2 separate regions of the Podarcis muralis genome follow, and region 2 is linked to region 1. The links are chromatin contacts, called in public Hi-C maps. All regions are on one chromosome and are shown on one strand. Each heading gives the region's core, a stretch centred on a gene start, on an enhancer-like site or on the middle of the called end of the contact. The rest is flanking DNA. Distances are from core to core; before and after follow the strand shown.

Region 1 (2,700 bases), core at 99-2,598:
AGAGCCCAGGGGTCTGAACACTCATCCCCCCCCACCACTTTCTGAACACGGCCCAGGAGAAAGGAGCGGAACCACTGTATGACAGTGCCCCCAGCTCCCAGCCCCTCAAGACGGTCCAGAAGGATGTTATGGTCTGTTATGTACTGAAGTTCTCACCCTGGGCCAGCAGGGGGATACTGTAGATAGTTCAGGTCCACAAATGCAAATAAGGGATTGAAAGTGACGTTCAGTGATTGGATAGTTACAGGAAATGGTTACTGTTGCATTCTAAAAGGTAAAGGGACCCCTGACCATTAGGTCCAGTCATGACAGACTCTGGGGTTGTGGCGCTCATCTTGCTTTATTGGCCGAGGGAGCCGGCGTACAGCTTCCGGGTCATGTGGCCAGCAGGACTAAGCCACTTCTGGCAAACCAGAGCAGCGCACGGAAACGCCGTTTGCCTTCCCGCCAGAGTGGTACCTATTTATCTACTTGCACTTTGACATGCTTTTGAACTGCTAGGTTGGCAGGAGCAGGGACCGAGCAACGGGAGCTCACTCCATAACGGGGATTCAAACCGCCAACCTTCTGATCGGCAAGGGCTGATTTGATCAGTTTATCATTTTTTAAACTGTCTTGAGAGTTGGCTTTTTAAAATTCTTTTTCCTTTTACGATATATAAATGGACGTTGTTTTATGGAAGAAGTGGGGAAAATGAGTCTTATTGAAGGCAGGGAGCGGCTTCCTAGTCCTTCCTGGAGATGCCCTTTGCCCTGGGGATTCCCACATGCCAAGCAGCCATTCTTCCCCCTGGGAGTGAATCTCAAGGTCCTAGTCCTCATGGTGGAGAGGGCTTCCTGCAGGACTGGGTGCTGCTGGAGAACTGTATTAATAATATTCCACTTTCATACTGTTCTACATTAAAAAAAGAATCACACTGCAAGATCCACAGCCCCACTTCATAGAACTTAAAAATTCGTGAAATGAAATACATTTATTAAAAAAAAAATTGGTAAACCACTTTGAGTTTTTTATATTTATGTATGTATTTACAATCCAGCTGTGTATAATAATTTCTATTGAGAAGTAAAAAATAGGGCGCTTTTCCCGTGAGGTTTCTTCGCGCTCTTGGACTCCCCTGAGAGAGAGAGAGAGGCGGGAAAAGGCCGCCGCCGCTGCCATCTTTGTCCCGGGCAAGGAGGGCTGGGCCTCCCATCGCCTCCGCTTTCCCAGGCCCAGCCGCTGCGCAGTGGGAAAACCTGTGCCAGCTTCCAAGATGGCTCCGTCGGCGTCCTGGCGTGGGCGTGGCTACGGCGGCGCGGCGGGGCCAGCGTCGCTTGGCGGGAAGGAGCCGTTTTGCCGGCGCCGCTGACGCGTCCCACCCCCCTCATCCCGCGCGCGGTTCCCCAGGACGGAAGGTCGGTCGCCTGAGGAGAAAGAAGGGAAGAAGAAGGGAGAGGAGGAGAAGGAGGCCGCCGCCATGCACGTGGTCAAGAGAGGTGAGGAGGGGAGGGGTGTGTGAGGGGAGGAAAGACTTTTTGTGCCCCCTTTACCCCCCCCAACCCCCCTTGTATGGAGAAGTGGGGGGGGGGGCGGAAGGGCCAGGAACTGTGAGCCCCGACCCAAGGCCAGTATTCCCGCCATAAAAGGAGAGAAAGAGATGGGGGGGGGGGTTTTCCATTACTCTCTCTCTCTCTCTCTGGGGTCTTTGAGTAAAGGGCATGATAAAATGACAGAACTAAGAAGAGATCACTCAGGCGACAAGGTAAAAAAACACGAATGGGATTGCTTTAAAAAAACTACCCGGCAAAATACGGTTCCAAAAACAATACTTTGGCTGTGCTTAATCACACAGGTATAATGGGGGGGGGGGGAAACCCTGATTTTAATAAATGAATACAGAACAATACTTGACTAATTCTTTTTCATTTATTATTTCCCCCCGTTTTTCTTTTTCTGTATTTTTCTTATTATTTTTTCTTATTTGGGTGTAATGTTTAGTTCATGCTTTCTCTGTAGTTTTAAAAAATGCAATAAAGCTAATAAAAAATAAGTAAAGGGTGGGGTATAAAGCCAACAGGAAAAGAAATGTTATTATTACCATTTGCCGTTTTATTGCCATTTGCCGCTGTTGCTCCTCTTTGGCCGCCTTGTGTGTAGCGTGGGAGAAGGTCAAGATTGTCAGTTTAACAACAACAAAAACAACAACTCATATTAACAGCAAGCGGGTCTGGAGGTGGCGTGGAGGCTCCCTTGCTGCATTCACTTTAACTGCCTGGGTCCCTGTCGCAGGTGTAAATGAATTGGTAGTAGTAATAATAATAAAAATAATAAAACTCCAGCTTGCCTCCCCCCCCCTCCCATGGCACTTAAGGCAGTGTGCAAGGCGGTTCTCCCGCCCACCCCTTTAATCCCCGCACCAACCCTGCAAAGTAGGCTAGGCGGAGAGGCAGTGGCTGAGGAGGGATTCGAACCCTGGTCTCTCTGCTGCACCACACCCAGAGGCATGGGTGGTGGTGGTGGGTTTGCTGATGCCAGGAGTGAGGCAGCACTTGGTTCCTGCCAGACCGCCCCCTCCCCCCACTCCTCCAGGGTCAGCCCAGGACACCCCGAGGTGCCACCTTGCAGGCTCTGGAGAGAAGCATCTCCAGAGGCACCCTGGGGTGGTGTCCTCTGGCCCAGGTTGGGTGCAGCTACATCTCCCCTTGCCACCCCTCACAT
Region 2 (2,720 bases), core at 92-2,591, 210 kb before region 1:
TTCTAGCAGTAAGCCACTCCTTGAGCCCCCGACAGGGAAAAAGGCGGGATATCAATACAATGCTAACAACACACTAGCGGATCCCTGCAAGCGACCCACAAGCCCCGCAACCACAGAAGGGGCTTCTTCTACGTCACTCTCGTGCGCTCGGCGCTGCACAAAGACCCCGCTCGCCCCCCAGCCCCTCCCACCTCCCGGGCGCCACTCACCCTTTCCCAGAATCCTCCGGGGCCCCGGCGGGGCTTCACCCGAGCCTGGCCTGGGCCTGGAGACGAGGGCGGGCCGCGCGCTCCTCCGCCCCGGAGCCTCAGCGCGGGAAGGCGGCTCGGGCCTCGCCGCTCGCTCGCTCGGGTGGGCGCCTCGGCCGTACACGCCACGAACGGAGGAGGCCGCGGCGGCAGCTCCACAGACACCCGCCTTGGCTGCTGTCGCCTCACGCGAGAGGTCGAGAAGCGCCGAGGGAAGTTGAGGGGGGGAAATAAGTGCGTCACACACGCACGTCCGTCGCACGCACGCACGCTGACGCCTGGCGCGATCGGCCCCTCTTATTGGCTGGCTGATCCTTCCTCGGAAGGCGTCGTTGCGTCGCACGGCCGTGCGCCGAGGCCGTCAACTCCGCGCTGGGCTCCTATTGGTCGAACGGTGGCTCCGAAAGCGTAGCTGCGCCACGAGCCGGCGCAGTCCGGTCCTGACCGCCTGTATCTCTCTCCCCCCCCCTCACCCTTCGCGCCGCTCGCATTCTCTGACGTCAGCCGCAAGAGGCAGAAAAGCAGCCGATTGGCTGAGAGGCCGGCTGGGGCTTGTTGCTGGGTGGCGGCAACGAACATCCGGGCCACGAGGAAGTGCGGTGGCGGTTTTGAAACGGGGAGGAGCCAATCAGGATCGCCCTCGGGTTTCCATAGCAACCCCTCGAGAGGGTGGCAAACCGAAAGCGCCGGGTTAAGAAATGAATAATGGGCGGCACGATCCTTGCCCGGGAGTCGGCCCCATTGAAACCAATGGGGGCTACTGCGGAGTAAGCGAGCGCAGTGGGCTCCTGCCATTGTCCCAGAAACAAAGCCGGGCCTGAGCCGCTGAAGGGCGCCGCCAACAAAAAGCCGCGGTGAAACCGCCCCCCCCCTCAGACTACAACTCCCATCGGCCCCTGCCAGCGCGGCCCTCGCGACGGGATGACGGGAGTCGTAGTTCGCGAGGGGGGAGAGAAAAAGGGCGCTTCGCCAGGCCCGTTGGGGGGGCTACGAAAAGCCCCCACGCTGAGGAGAAAACCTGGCCCTCATAAAAGCCCAGGCTGGGGGGGGGGGGGTGCCCAGTTCGAAGGAGACACGTTAACCTCCTCAGGAGGTGGAGGCGACGCTCCCCCCTGGTCTAAGGCCCCCGAGCATGTGCAGAGTGCATCTAAAGGGGAGCCAGGCGGTCGCGGGGGAGCTGCCGCCGCCGCCCTCCGTTTGGAGGGAGAGAAGCGCCTGGAAGGCGGCCGGCGCCGGGGCGGGTCTGTCGGAGGCCGCGCGGCCTCCCACTGGGGCCTGCCTGGGCGGGCAAAGGGCGGGAGGCAGGCGGGCGCCGCGGCTTCGCCTTGGCCCTCCTCTCCTCCCTTCTCCCCTCAGAAGCGAGGAGGGAAGGTCTCCCGGTCCCTTCCGAGGCAGCCGAAGGCGCCGCTCCGGAGCGCTCCATCCCGAAGCTCCCCTCGGAGGTAACGGCGACACGGGCGGGCGGGCGAGAGGGAGATGCGGGGCAGGGTCGGAGGGGGTCCCGCCGGGGCAGCGGCCCGCTTTCTAACCCCGAAGGCCGGCTTCCCGAAAGTGTCCTCCTTCCCGCAGCGGGGGATTCAGGGCCGGCCCTCCCGCCAGCTGCCTCGGGAGGCGGCAAACCTCCACCTGGGAGCAGGCGGGCACGAGGAGAGCAGCTGCTGGATCAGGCCCAAGGGCTCCACTAGGACCCGGGCGATAGAGCCATAGGTCGCCCCAGACCAGTCCCTATCGTCATCACCATTTCATCATTTCTGACCTGGCAATATATTAGAAATCACGATGTGTGCTATGCAAAAAAAACACAGTGGGGGGGGGGGGCCCTCAGCCAGCCAATGCCTCCATTTGGCTCCATCCTTATTTCAGGCACCGTGACCTATTGCAATGTGTAAAGATAAAGGGACCCCAGACCATTAGGTCCAGTTACGGACAACTCTGGTGTTGCGGCGCTAATCTCGCTTTATTGGCCGAGGGAGCCGGCGTACAGCTTCCAGGTCATGTGGCTGGCATGACTAAGCCGCTTCTGGCGAACCAGAGCAGCGCACGGAAACACCGTTTGCCTTCCCGCCAGAGTGGTACCTATTTATCTACTTGCACTTTGACGTCCTTTTGAACTGCTAGGTGGGCAGGAGCTGGGACCGAGCAACGGGAGCTCACCCTGTTGCAGGGATTCGAACCACCGACCTTCTGATCAGCAAGTCCTAGGCTCTGTGATTTAACCCACAGCGCCACCCGCGTCCCTATTGCAATGTGTAGCTGGTGGTATATCATGATGTTGAAAACCATATACAGTGGTACCTCTGGTTGCGAACGGGATCCGTTCCAGAGCCCTGTTCGCAACATGAGCAGAACGCAATGTGCGGGTCATGATTCAACCCTTCTGCACATGCGCGTGACGTCATTGTGCGCATCTGCGCATGTGTGAATGGTGAAACCCGGAAGCAACCCTTTCCGGTACTTCTGGGTCACCACGGG

Evidence for each region. Hi-C and Micro-C count contacts between places; a contact is called where the count stands out from the background.
Region 2: a Hi-C map of tail shows a contact between it and region 1, with 4 times the contacts expected there. The contact joins the promoter of PGAP2 here to the promoter of RRM1 in region 1. A contact is called at or near these places in 2 of 3 Hi-C or Micro-C datasets (blood and tail).

What each region holds. Positions count from the first base shown.
Region 1 is chr4:3,715,829-3,718,528 of rPodMur119.hap1.1, reverse strand. RRM1 (ribonucleotide reductase catalytic subunit M1) reads left to right here and starts at 1,348. Exons shown (of 19, transcript XM_077926804.1): 1 at 1,348-1,478. The coding sequence starts at 1,460.
Region 2 is chr4:3,921,651-3,924,370 of rPodMur119.hap1.1, reverse strand. PGAP2 (post-GPI attachment to proteins 2) reads left to right here and starts at 1,341. Exons shown (of 6, transcript XM_028725512.2): 1 at 1,341-1,690. NUP98 (nucleoporin 98 and 96 precursor) reads right to left here and starts at 508. Exons shown (of 34, transcript XM_077928005.1): 1 at 210-508.